Regions from separate parts of the Rattus norvegicus genome. Here all the other regions are linked to region 1. A link is a contact called in public Hi-C data. All regions are on one chromosome and are shown on one strand. Each heading gives the region's core, a stretch centred on a gene start, on an enhancer-like site or on the middle of the called end of the contact. The rest is flanking DNA. Distances are from core to core; before and after follow the strand shown. Region 1 overlaps Daam2 (dishevelled associated activator of morphogenesis 2). Region 2 overlaps Kif6 (kinesin family member 6). Region 3 holds the start of Kif6 (kinesin family member 6).

Evidence for each region. A called contact is a pair of places that touch in the nucleus more often than the background predicts.
Region 2: a Hi-C map of the A7r5 cell line shows a contact between it and region 1, with 3 times the contacts expected there. The contact joins two enhancer-like sites. A contact is called at or near these places in 2 of 12 Hi-C or Micro-C datasets (the A7r5 cell line and liver).
Region 3: a contact with region 1 is called in a Hi-C map of Schwann cells, with 4 times the contacts expected there. The contact joins the promoter of Kif6 here to the enhancer-like site in region 1.

Annotation. Positions count from the first base shown.
Region 1 is chr9:19,026,804-19,031,460 of GRCr8, forward strand. Daam2 (dishevelled associated activator of morphogenesis 2) reads left to right here. Exons shown (of 25, transcript NM_001427649.1): 16 at 1,713-1,819; 17 at 3,109-3,193. Among named protein-coding and RNA genes, the nearest start is that of Mocs1, 36 kb to the right of the region's middle. Within about 2 kb of position 2,293, at least 27 of the 93 cell types and tissues checked have an H3K27ac peak or open chromatin away from gene starts, as enhancers often do. A contact at or near this core is called in the A7r5 cell line and Schwann cells, where this site is marked.
Region 2 is chr9:18,786,079-18,790,735 of GRCr8, forward strand. The region is part of intron 6 of Kif6 (kinesin family member 6); the gene reads right to left. Among named protein-coding and RNA genes, the nearest start is that of Kif6, 82 kb to the right of the region's middle. Within about 2 kb of position 2,598, at least 10 of the 93 cell types and tissues checked have an H3K27ac peak or open chromatin away from gene starts, as enhancers often do. A contact at or near this core is called in the A7r5 cell line, where this site is marked.
Region 3 is chr9:18,868,972-18,873,628 of GRCr8, forward strand. It overlaps Kif6 (kinesin family member 6), which reads right to left and starts at 1,818. Exons shown (of 23, transcript XM_006244480.4): 1 at 1,618-1,818. The coding sequence starts at 1,683.

The sequences.
Region 1 (4,657 bases), core at 1,043-3,542:
GCCTTGCTCCCATCAGCACCTAGGACTAAAGTCAAGCTAGAGCAATGCCAAAAGTCAAACTTACCAGCTCACTACCTCTCCACATGCCCCAGGCCGTGAGCAAAGAAGGTCCTGAGTCTCCTCTATGTTCTAGGTAGGCTCTGAGCCCATGACTTCAACTCTATCAGTGTCAGGAAGAAAGGCACAGGACAAGCTGTGCTCCCCAGTCCTCTTAGACATCAGATAGGCAAGAAGAGGGGCAAATTCAAGGCCACCTGCTTTTCCTGACTTAAAGACAAGGACTGTCGCAGGCTCGTGGCCTGATATGGTGTTCGCCTGGGTAGAGGAGCGCCCTCCGCCTACTCAGCAGGTTCTAAGCAGAGGCAAAGAAAGAACTCGTGGCCGAAGATCAGGGTCCCAGTTCTCATGTTTGGGGACTACTTGGCCCAACTGGGTGCCTCTCTGGTCCCCAAGTGGTGGGCTGCCTGGTGTTTGTTTCTTTGGGTTCTTGGGTGCATGTCTGCCTTGAGATGCTGTCTACAGCTCTTTCCGGGTTCCTGTCTCCTGTTCCTGGGGATGACCGGATACCCACAGATACCGAGGATGCCCTCATTTGACGTGTTGTTCTCCAGTCCCTATTGTCCTATTGACTAACATTGTGCATGTTTAATTCTCTGATGGCTGTGGCGGCTGCCTGCCTAGGAGCTGATAACTAACATGATTCTGAGCAGGTGAGTCACTCTCTCGGGGCTCTGAACGTCCCGTCTCTTACCCACTGTCCTGGACTGTAGCCCAGACCTGGGTCCAGGAGAGAAAGCCTGCCTGCACCGTTTCCAGCCTTTATCACTCATCCGTGTAGGGTTGCATGCAGGAGGGTGCCCAGAGAGAGAGAGGAAATGTGAGAGATGGAGGGACCGCAAGCAGATCTCTGCCAGCTGCCGAGACGAATGACCACAGAACTGAGAAGGCTTCTAGGTCTATGGTATCAGCTACAGGTGTCAAGGCAAGGCTTGCCAACATGACTACACATGTTGGGCACTGCACAACTCCAGAGGGGAAAGTCCACAAAGAGAATGGCGTGCCTGGCAGGCCCTGGAGTTGTGTACCTTGGAACATGTGCTCTGGGAGCGTCCCTAGAGTCATCGCTGTGTGCTGGAAAGTCTCCTGCATCTCTGACCAGGGGGCTCCAACAGATGGAGGTTTAGGATCTTTGATTTCTGCCTAGTGGTATCCCAGAAGTAAATTCAATATGGATTCCACCTCTGGTTTTCCTTATGACCTTGTAAAACCCTTTAGTCCTGCCACATTGAGATAGGCTGGAAGTCTCCAGGAGTTAGAAACTATGGCCTTATGGGGGTTTGAATCGACCTCCCATCATAAGCCTGGGGAAGTTCTGGGTGGGGATAGATGTCTGATAAAGCAAACCATATTGCCTGAAGCCACAGAGATTAAATATGGCTTCCATCTGGACAGCTCCTTTCCTGGGTTTCCAAGAGAGGCCGATCTCTAAGAAGAAGGACCTTTCAAGACTCTCCATCTTTTCTAGACCAGGACAGTCCTAGATCCTCTCTTAAGAGTTGATAGTTAAACACCTTACCTCTCACATCTTCTCTTTCTCTTTCTTTATATCCACTGGGTTAGGGGCATCCCTATGTTGAAAGAAGGGTGGGTCTGGGAGGTGGGCATGAAGGTTGGGGGCATCTGCCTCACCCTCTCGAACTCATCATTTGCAGAAAGAACTGGGCTCCACAGAGGACATCTACCTAGCCTCCCGCAAGGTTAAAGAGCTGTCCGTCATCGATGGCCGGAGGGCCCAGAATTGTATCATTCTTCTCTCCAAGTAGGTACTCACCAGTAGCAGGGAAAGGGACCCCAAATAAAAGTCCCAAGTGGGTAGTACAGGGGCTAAGAAGTGGATAACTCGGTGGTGGAGTGCTTGTTTGACTGCCCAGTGTGCACCAGGCCCTGGGTTAGTTCTGAGCACTGCAAAACAACAAACATAGACGTTGAGCTGCAGGCCTGGGGGAAGGTGGTAGAGAAACAGGGGGGTGATGCTGGCCTTGCGACTCGACTCTGATTCCCCTGAAGGAGAGAGGCATGGATACTGATCTAGACTTCTACCCTGCAAGCCCATGTTAAGCAGTGGCACTGGGCTCTTCAGACAGGAAACTGCCCCGTCCAGGAGGCTCCAGTAAGCATCTGTGGATAGTGCTGCCCTAAGCCCACGGAGGGCCCACTCTGCTTAGGCCTGGGAGCAGCATGATCTCAGCCTGCAAGCATTTCCCTGGGCTTAGGAACCAACAAGCAGTGTCTGCTTTAACAGCACAGCTTCTGTGTGGGGGCCTCCCCCAGGCAGGGTCGGGACACGGCCCCAAGCTCTATTCTTAGTGCCGCCTACAGCCTCCTCTGGGACATCTGCCCCTCTGCCCTCCCACGAGTTCCCTGGCCTGAGTTTCTTCTATTGAGAGGGGGTTGGGGATGGGGTTGGCTGGTTCCCTAGAGTCCTCAGTGACTGTGTACCTGGAGGGGTGGAGAAGGGCTATGTAGGGGGATGAGTGGGGAGGGAGGGGCTCCTGGGAGGGAGCTGAGTGGGAACTGGGCACTGTCAGAGACTGAGAGAGTTCTGCTGCCCCCTGTTCTGTCCTCCCATGGAGATTCTGCAGACATTTGAGGCAGGAGGGAGGGGTGGAGGAGGAAAAGGAGACTGGTTAGAATGCCTCTGCTTGTCTGTCTTAATCTCTTGTGTTTCATCAGCCCTAAGGAAACTCAAGCAAAGCAACAGGACTCAGCAACAGAACTAAAACACTCATGATTGGGGGTTGGGGATTTAGCTCAGTGGTAGAGCGCTTGCCTAGCAAGCGCAAGGCCCTGGGTTCGGTCCCCAGCTCCAGAAGAAAAAAAAAAAGAAAAGAAAAGAAAAACACTCATGATTGGATATGTGGAATCATATCTCCTCTTTATTAAAATTAGACTCTATTATCAAATTGGCCTGGGAAGTCTTTGTAGAGGAGTGGGGAGAACAGGTTCAAACCCAGGGCTGGAGAGGAGATGAGGCCACACTGTATGGAAAGAAGGCCCAGGGGTCATCCTGAGGGCCAGGGCAGACTGCTCAAGGTGGATTTGCTGCAGGTTGAAGCTTTCTAATGAGGAGATACGACGGGCCATCTTGAGGATGGATGAACAGGAAGACCTCGCTAAGGACATGCTGGAGCAGGTGAGGACCTACAGGGGAGGGGAGGAGGCCAACCTGGGGACAGCCATGCCACTTTCTACCCCATCCCAGAAAGGCTGGAACCCTGGGGTTGAAAAGACCTCAGAGCTGAAGGCACTGAGGAGGTTTCTAGAAGCTCCCCTGGACTGACCTTTCCTAGAGAACAGACTGCTAGAGAACTTTGCGACCCCAGTAAGGTCTCAAGGAAGAGTCCAGTGGCAATGGTCATTTCCTCATCAAATCTTCACATCAATCCACTGATGGTGTCCTTTAGGAAAGACCTGGCAAGTGGCAAACACGGATGCTGCCAATTGGACTTTATTAAAACGAAGAGCGCAGTTGTCAAAGCATGCATGGAGTCCTGGGGTCCATCCTCAGGTCCACAGAAACTGTAAGCGATGGTGCACATCTACAACCCCATAACTGGGGCTTGAGGCCAGCCTAGGCTTCGTGAGACTCTAGCCCAAAAGACAAGCTGTGCCCCTGGAGGGAGGATGGCTCAGCAGCTAGGAGCACTGGATGCCTGCACGGGGTCCACGTTCATTTCCTGGTACCCATACATTCATTCACAGTTACTCAAAATGCCAGTTCCAGGGAATCAGGCTCCTTCTTCCTACCTCTGTGGGCATCAGGCACACACGTGATACAGGCATACACGCTGACAAAGCACCCATACATATAAATTAAAATAGATTTAAAACTATGAAAAAACGAAAAGCCGCCATCAATCAAAGAGTATGTTATTTTCCCCCCTAAGGCAATAGCGAGGAAAAACGCAGACAATATTTTCCAAGAATTCATGCAACAAATGGTGTGTTGTTTGTGGTGAGGACGCTACAGATCATTGAGAAACTGGCAAAAAGGAGCAGTTTGGAAACTGAGCTGAAGACTTGAATCATCACTTTATGGAAGGCGGCGTCTGGCAGCCTGTGAGCATCTGAAAGGTCCAAACGTCAGTTGTCACCAGAGCAACGGCAAACCACAGCAGAGGAGTGTGTCACACTCCCACCCGTTAGCTAAAATTAAAGGTGGACAGCCACATGTTGAGGAAGGCGTAGCAGAACCAGAATTACCATTCATCTTGCTTTACAGAGCTATCGGGCGTGCATATTAAGGCTAAGTGTGTGTCCACCCTGGTACCCAGGAGTCTTACACTTGGGCACATACTGAAGAGAGGCCACTGTAAGTGTTAAGACATACACAGACGTAATTATAGAAACCGGATTCATTAAATCTCCCAGAGGGTGAGCAACCCAACTGGCCATTCATAGGAAAGTGGGTAAACTGACTCTGGTACATCCGTTCTGCGGGAGACTACTAAGTCAGACATAAAGACAAAAACAGTGGTGCACAGTGTGCGTGATCTTAGAGGTTATGTTGTGCGAAAGATGCAAATTGAAACAGTGGCGTGGCTAATTTTCTGCGGCTATGACAAAAACACCTGAGACCAGTTACTCTATAACTAAG
Region 2 (4,657 bases), core at 1,348-3,847, 240 kb before region 1:
TTAGAGGCAGTTGTGAGGTACCTGACATGAATACTGAAACCTGAACTTGGGTCCTCTTAAAGTTCAGCAAGTGCTCTTAGTTACTGAGCTGTCTCTCCAGTCCCAAAGAACAAATTACAGTACAAAACAATAAAACACCGTCTAGTCATAGCAAGATTCATCTGAGAATATGGCACACATAAAAAGCTCATGACATGAAAAGATTGATCAGACATTACAAGAACAAAATGAACTAAAAGAAATAGATAAAAGGAGAAAGTGTTTGCGCAATATGCGATAAAAAGTTATTTCATCACTACCGATTCCTTCGATAATTTTTTGAGTGTTGTTTTTGTTTTTGTGTTTGTTTTCCAGAGACAAAGTCTCTCTGTATAACCACCCTGGCTGTCCTGGAACCTGCATTGTAGACTAGGCTGGCCTCAAACTCACAGAGACCCACCTGCCTCTGCCTTCTAAGTGTTAGGATTAAAGGCATGTGCTTGCATGCTCAGCAAAGAACCATGCCATATATATATATATATATATATATATATATATATATATATATATATATATGCTCTCTCTGCATGTACACCTGCATGCCAGAAGAAACCTTCATAGATGGCCATGAGCTATCATCTGGGTGCTAGGAACTGAACTCAGGACCTCTGGAAGAGCATCCAGTGCTCTTAACCACTGAGCCATCTCTCCAGCCCCATTACTTTTTAACTGAGTGACTACTATAGAGCAGGCCATATTTCTAATTTTCATGGACATGGGCTCTGTAAACAAGACATGGGTGAGTATGTCAGCCAGACATACCAGAACACTCCATGAGAGAAGCAGGGGGAAAGCACAAGGGCGAAGGATGTTCAGAGCTTACTAACAGCAAGGATTGGTAGGGGATGAGAGGGCCCGATGGGAGAAGGGCCTTGCCACCAAGTCCAAGGAGAAGAGTTGAGTCCCCAGGATTCACTCAATGAAAGGAGAGAAATAACTTTGCTAGCTGTCCTCTGATTTCCACAGGCAACATACTACACCCACATATATACACACAAAATAAATAAAAATGTTCTGTGAAAATAAAAAAGAATTTAAAAAATTATCAAACACTGAAAGTGTAAATTGCAACAGGCTTTTCTTGTTTTCCTGCCAACTGGAGACCTTGGGGATGCTGGGGGATGAGGAGCAGAGGCAGCATGGGCCAGCTCACTCTTCCGACCTTTGCTAACAGCTAGGTGCAAGCGCTACCCACCTCAGTGAAGTTCCTCTCAACTCCCGAAGCCCAGGACTGCAGCTTAAGTGCTGTGGGATGCTTTGGTCCAGGTTGACCCTCTACCATGTATGGGTGCAGAACAGGGGTGGGGCCGGTCCAGAAAAATGCCAATAGACTTAGCAGGGACCGAGGTGTCTGACAAGAACATACAGCATGCCTTCTCCAAATATGCTGGACTAGTTGATGGGAAAAGCTCAACTACGAGACTCGAGATACATCAAGTCACCCCAGCTTTTGCTGGGGTAGGGCTGGGGGTGTGATCACTCACGGTTCAGCGCATAAAACATTCACACTCACTTGGGGAAAAATTAACTGCAGGTCATAATCAAGTATTATTCAAAGTAGTGGTAGGATTGCAGAACTTAAGACTTCCAAATAAAGAACTGGTTTTAACAACATTTCTGTAAGAGGCTGGATACCAAAGAAAAGCAAACTCCACCTTGTGTCCTACATATCTGGACTTTGTTTTGCAAAAGTTTTCTGGTTTCCATGACAACCTCTAGAGATGTCTGTGCAAAAGGAAACTGGGATCTCTCTCTCTCTCTCCCTCCCTCCCTCCCTCCCTCCCTCCCTCCCTCCCTCCCTCCTTTCTTCCCTCTGTCCCTCCCTCTTTTTCTCTGTCTCAAAGAAATGATTAGTGTGTTCTTTTTATCAGGGGAAGCTCGTTCTATGCTGACAAATTGCATTTTGACAGCTAGCTCGTGATCCAAGACAGGCGTGTCAGGAGCAGAATAATAAGGAATTTTCAGGAGCTGGCAGTCTGCATTTATAGTTTTATGTATGAGTGGTCGCTTTCATTGAATTTGAGAGATAAACGGAAGTGCTAAATACTTGAAATACTTCTGAGATAATTCATAAGTACATCCATGCTTGAAATAGCTGACAGATGTCGATGTGATGACTGTGGTATGAAGGGACACGAGCTTCTGAGTCAGAGGGACAGGGGCGGAGCCTGGCATCCGCTCAGCAAGCTGGGTGAGCTTCAGCAGGGCATGGAACCCATTCGACCTCAGTTTCCCCCAATAAAGTAAGAGCTAGAAATACTACACAGGTAGGTGATGGCAGTGGATGGGTGGTTAAGGGAGCTTGCTGCTAACACTGATAGCATGAGTTTGATTCCCAGTACCCACATGATGTCTTCTGCCCTTCACATGTGTGTTCTGGCATGTGCACACATATGTACAAACACACGCATAAATGAAAATGAATAATAAATGATATTTGTAAAGATGCATGTAAAGTGTCTACTACGACGTCCAGTCTATTGATCAGGCAAGGCTATGACCACTGATTTCATCAAAGGGTGAGGACCTATCCAACACTCACTGCAGACAGAACAATGGCAAGAGCCTTCCGCAGGCACGAGTCACCCGTGAGGGAGGTCAGCACTGAGGCAGTGCCAGCCTCCTCTGCTTTCTCATGGGCCCATTTGCATGCTGCCTCTCCTGGTCGGCTGTTGTTAAACCTGTGTACAGAGATAGTCAGATTCTCCCTAGTCTTTCCTCGTTTACCTGCACTCGTCCTTAATCCGCCTTTAGTCTTTAATCCAATTCTTGAAAACAGTAAGAGTGTACCAGATGACGTCATGGGCAAAACATTGAAGCTCTAAATACAAACAGGAAACAGAAAACTTGTGCAGACTTTCATCCAGTGAGGGAATCAAGTCAAAAGTCCTTAAATACATATGTCCCATAAGCACCAGCTAAGGTGGTCAGTGTACCTAAACTATTCAGTCAGTAAATAAACAGCAGTGGCAATGGCTCAGCAGGTGTGGTGCTCTGAATGAAAAGGGCCCTTGTATTTGAATGCTTAGTCACCAGGGGGTTTGAAGGGGTAGCCTTGGAGGTGTTATCACAGCAGGCAGGCTCTTCTAAAAGCCAACACCATTCCTGTTTGAATCCTGTTGTCTCTGCCTCATGACTGTTATCTCAAGATGTGAGCACTCAGCTGACTGCTCTAGCACCACACCTGCCTGCCTGCCTGCCTGCCTGCCTACCTGCTGCCTGCCTGCCTGCTGCCTGCCTGCCTGCTGCCTGCCTGCTGCCCGCCTGCCCGCCCGCCTGCTGCCTGCCCGCCTGCCCGCCCGCCTGCCTGCTGCCTGCCTGCTGCCTGCCTGCCTGCCCGCCTGCCTGCCTGCCCGCCTGCCCGCCTGCTGCCTGCCTGCCTGCCTGCCTGCTGCCTGCCTGCCCGCCTGCCCGCCTGCCTGCCTGCCCGCCTGCTGCCTGCCTGCCTGCTGCCTGCCCGCCTGCCTGCCTGCCTGCCTGCCTGCTGCCTGCCTGCTGCCTGCCTGCCCGCCCGCCTGCTGCCTGCCTCCCTGCCTGCCTGCTGCCTGCTGCCTGCCTGCCTGCCTGCCTGCTGCCTGCCTGCCTGCCTGCCTGCCTGCTGCCTGCCTGCTGCCTGCCCGCCTGCCTGCCCGCCTGCCTGCCTGCCTGCCTGCCTGCCTGCCCGCCCGCCTGCTGCCTGCTGCCTGCCTGCCTGCCTGCTGCCTGCCTGCTGCCTGCTGCCTGCCTGCTGCCTGCTGCCTGCTGCCTGCTGCCTGCCTGCCCGCCTGCTGCCTGCCTGCCTGCCTCCCTGCCTGCCTGCTGCCTGCTGCCTGCCTGCCTGCCTGCTGCCTGCCTGCCTGCCTGCTGCCTGCCGCCATGCTCCCCTCCACTCAGAAGGTGGAGCGGGGGATTACTGGACTAAAACAGCTATCTGAACTGGCTAGATCGGCAAGTTCTGGGCTTGGGTGAGAGATTCTGCCTCAATATATGAGGTGGGGAAAGAATGAAGAAGACACTGACTATCAGCCTCTGGCCTCCAACTGCATATGCAGACATTCAGGTCAACACACATGTAAACACACATGCATATGAAAATCAGTAAGAAAAAAATCAACAAAACTATGGGCCCACATAGTAAGATGTGGACAGCATATCTTCTAGGGCCTTCTAGACCTAGGTCTATCACTTTCGTGTCTAAGGACACGTAGCAGAAAACAGGTCACTCAATGGAGACTCCTCTTTACCTCCCACCAGTTATCAGCATCATGAAATACGGCAGTCTGAGAGCAGGACTTAAAGTCTCAGGGCTGGAGAGCTGGCTCTGTGGTTAAGAGCAGTTTTGGTTTCTAGAACCCGCAGGGCAGTTCACGACCACCTGCAACTCCAGTTCCAGGAAATTTGACTTTCCTGGGTATCAGTTATGCACAAGGTGCACAGACATGTGTGCAGGCAAAAGAGTCATATACACAAAATAATAGTTTATAAAAGTTAAAAAGAAAGTCACAACGACAATTGAAAGTGCACCTGTTCTCACACTGCCAGCTCCACGCTCACCATCACCTCCACCACCGTGGTCACTACTGACACTACGTGTATTTCCTTCAGTCCAGTGACTGAACGGAGCCTCATGACCCCCAGC
Region 3 (4,657 bases), core at 568-3,067, 160 kb before region 1:
CTTTAAGCAAACATGGCTATTATTGGGCCTGGAGAGATTGCTCAGAGGTTAAGAGTACTTACTGCTCTTACAAGAGCAACCTGGGTTCAATTCCCAGCACCCACGTGGCAACTCAGACCATTTGTGACTCCAGTTCCAGGGAATCCGGTGGTCGTTATTGGACTCTGCAGGCACTGTGTGCATGTGGCACACTACGTACATGTAGGCAAAATGCTCCTACCTATGAAATAAAAGCCATTTTGTAATGTCTAATGTTTTCTTTGGGATCTTTTCCTATAACTTCTCCTGAATGTTCTCATGAGACAAAGGGCCACTGCTGTTGCTGATGGCAGAGACATTATAATCTTGTTTTAAGAACGTACGTTACCAGAGGGAAATTCCAAATTATAAGATACCATAATGTTACATGTTTATATATGCACAACACTGAAACAGAATAGATATAAAACATTATTGACTATACACTTTCTACACATTCATAAATAGGAACCAAATTGCTTGAATGCTCACTGTGGGAGTCAGGAAAAAGCTGGGGGGGTTGTTTTCTGAAGAGAAAGTGTAATTTTAAAAATCCTTAACGAAAACTAAACTCGGTGCCTTGCATTCCACCAATAAGACCTGAAACGGGGGACGACGGCTTTGTTGGGAATCAGGTTTCAGTGGGAAAGATAGAAAAATGAGGAGGGAGTTCAAAAACAATGAAAATTCTTGATACAAATGTAAAATTAAAATTTTAAATTAAAGGCAGGAATAGTGGCAAACACCTCTAATCCCAGTGTTTAGGGGGCAGAGGCAGGCAAACTGATCTCTCTGAGTTCAAGGCCAACCTGGCATAGTGAGACATTGTCTCAAGACAGTCAAACAAATTAAGTTCAAATTAAAAGTCAGCTACTGCTATTTACAAGCTGGACGCCCTGGCAGTTTCACTTAACCTATCTATTGCATAGGGTAAAATGTGTAAAATGAGGACAATGACAAGAATCCCCAGAAGAGGAGCAGAGATAAACCAGAAAAGTCAACTGGCCAGTGGTGATTTCTCCACACAGAGCAGCCAGGACTATGCTCACCCTGGAGGCAGAGAGAGGGGACAAATGTCTTCACGACCTTGGCAAACTTCTGGATTTATTACACTCCTCAAGAAGGCTGGTTGATGCTTTTGGAGGAGGGGGACATGTTTCTTGTGTGGGGACATATGGCACACTTACAGCAAACCTAAGTCAAAACCCCTTAAATGCTGCAGAACAGCAAACCCAACAGGCTGTAGCATGCCACAAAATCAAGTGTGCACACTTGTCTGTAATTGATTGATTCCGCTTCTGAGGGTGCATCACAATACTTGCACACTGGTTGCCCGATTGGAACCGATCAGCTCCCTGCTCCGAGCTCTGTGTGTAGGGCTGGGAGGCACTTATCCAAAAAAGTGCAAGAAGTACCTGTGTGAATGGGGAACAGCGCAGGTGAGTGTGCAAACAGGTCCACATGCACGAGTGTGCTCACGTGTACCCGGCGCTGCGCTGAGGTTGTGGGCGGGCCCTGTCCTCCCTCGGGATTGTAGTGTGCTTGACCACCCCGCGCCCGCTGCCCCACGCGACCCACACCCAGCCCGCTGGCCCGTACCCCTTGCTGCTGCTTCCGCACCGAGGGCTTCACCCTAGCGAAAATCTGGATCGTTTGCTTCACCATCACCGGCGGAGACTCCGTACTGACCCTTGACCTTTCCGAGTCCAGACCACCTAAAACTTCCTACTCCCACCACCTGCAGACGCCGCTGCCTTAGCAACAGTAACCAAAGATGCTACCCAAGCAGCACCGCGGGCTCCGGGTTCCCGCCTCCTCGCCCTATTGGTCGTGGACCAAGAGGACCGGCTGAGGGGCGGGACCGAGCAGGGATTGCCGCGCATGTCCGTGGGAGATGCTCTTGAGCCGGGTTAAAGGGTTTGCAATCCTGAGTTGGGCTTTCCTTAACAACTCTTTCCGCATTCCTTAACTCCTTTACGTCTCTCTGAAGTCAGTCGGCCGTTTATCACGCATTGCAGAAATGGCCTTTTTTGGTTGAGATTCCCAAGCTGCTCTGAATTCACTTGGAAACCATTGTGTGATAAAGCAGGTTCCCAACAGAAAAATCACAGCCCAAGGGCAAGGGCAGCGCTGAGTTTCATGCGAAGAAACTGCTTCCCATGTGAAACTTCTGGAAATGATGAGTTCTTGGGAGACTGCCTCTGAAAGCGTGTCCAACCTCTACTCACCAGGAGAATGTAAATTAAAAGCAAATTACAATGTGGCACGGATTGATAGTGGCTGGGAACTTTGTGATATACATACATATGTATATACACATATAAACACACATATACATATACATACATATATGTTATATCAATACATGGGACATATGTGTGTGACACATACATACGTGTTTGTGTGTGTGTGTGTGTGTGTGTGTGTGTGTGTGTGTGTGTGTGTGTGTGTGTATACCAGGTGCCAACGAAGATGGGGCTCACTGGTGAGGTGGGTACTGTAAAATCCTATAGCCACACTGAAAAATGAGGTTTGACCTTTTATGTTGATGTTTTAAACAGGATCTCACCATCTGATTGTGCAGCCTATAATGACCCCCACCTCCTTTTTTCTTCAGAATCCCACGTTCTGTGTGCACCTCCACTTCCACCTTCCATTTGTCTGGGTTTTGTTTCTTGTTTTCATTTTCCCAGAAAACGGAAGGTACAGCTACTTGGAGCCCCAACAGCTGCGCTTTGGGAAAATTCATCCCAGAGAAATGAAAACTTGTGTTCACAAGAAAACCTGTGTGCGTTTGCTTAATTGGCAATAGTCCCAAAACTGCAGGCAAGGGAGAAGTCCTTAGAAAACCTTTTTTAAATGAATGAACCATTGATAATACACAACCTAAATGAACCTTCCAGAGTTTATATATATATAAATATATATATGCATATATATATCAGAAGTTAAATATTGAATGAGTCTCTTTATGTAACATTCTTAAAATAATAAAAATAGAGACAGAGGACTTAGAGGTCACTAGGGAAGAAAGAGAGGGCAAGAGGAGATGTGGTTATAAAGAAATTCCAGAGATGGACCGTTCTGAACCTGACTGCTGGTGAATTCTCATCCACTGGGAACGAAATGCAAGCTGCACATAACATAAATGACCCTGGAAGGATGCAGTGGGAGCCCCGTTGGTAGGGGGCTTGCTCAGAGTGCCCAAAGCTCTGTGCTGGATCCCTAGCACCCCTTAAAACACGCAGAGTCCTGCAAGTCCTCAACACCTAGCACTGAGGTGGTAGAGACAAAACTCAGGCTGGAGACATAGCTCAAGGATAGAACACTTGCTCAGCATGTGGAAGGTCGTGGGTTCGATTCCCCAGGATCCCAAGAAAAAAAATCCAACGTGGGGTTCTAAAGAGATGACTCCATGGTCAAGATCAACTGCTGCTCCCTCCCAAGGACTGGAGTGTGAGTCCCAACACCTATGTTGGGTGGACCACAACCACCTGTAACTCCACTTCCCTCAAATCTGGTGCCTGAGTCTGGCCTGCGTAGGCACCTTATAGACAGGCACATTCACATAAATAAATAATAAGCCTCCTTTAATTCGATCTTTGAAAATAGGGCACAAACTTCATTCATAAAAAGGGATAATATGGCTGATAAATAAATGCATGGAAAGGGTACTGGATGTCACTGACACTGCAAAGGCACGCTTCTGCACGTTTCCATGCAGAGTCAAAATGATCTAACAGTATCAAGTGCTGACACAAATGCAGAATGCCTAGAACCCTGAAGTCCAGTTGTAAGACAACATTCACCTAGCACTTTCAAAAACGACCTTCGAGTTTCTTATAAAGCTAAGCATACCCGCACCACGTGGTCCGAAACAAAAGCACAGACACCTAGACAGGAATTTTCACAGTAGGTTCATTAATAACTACCCCAAACGAGAAACAAACTCTTCGGTCCAGACAGACAGTTGGCTCAGTCCATACAGTAAAAGAGTGGGCTCCGGGTGCCTGCAGCATGACTAAGCCTCAAAGGTACTGTGTCCAGTGAAGAATGAAGCCAGCATCCATGGTTACATGCAATCTAATGTCATAATACGATGTTCTAGATAAAGGAAAACTCTAAGGATATAAAACAGATGGATGTGGGGTTGGGGATTTAGCTCAGTGGTAGAGCTCTTGCCTAGCAAGTGCAAGGCCCTGGGTTTGGTCCCCAGCTCTGAAACAAAAAAAAAAAAAAAAAGAAAGAAAGAAAGAAAGAAAGAAAGAAAGAAAGAAAGAAAAAACGGATGGATGCTTCCGAAGGCTGGAGAAGGAAGGGGAGTTGACTGCAAAGGAGCATGGGAATTCCTGGGATGCACTGAGGAGTGTACCTTAAGTGTGTCTACAAGGGGGTTCTGGGAGTGTTAGCCAAAGACCTCTGTGAATGCAGGAAGTTTCCAATCCTGGACTGAGAGAAAATGGAAAGAGGACAGTTAGTGGAATGCCAGCATCATCTTGTGTTCTTCCTGATCTTCCCAGAATTGAGCAATCGCCCTTACTTTCCGGTCACCACAGCCAGGAGCTGTTCTCATAGCCATGCCTTCTCCACCAAGAGGGATCATAACCTCAAACCACGCACCAGAATAAAATGTTCCTTG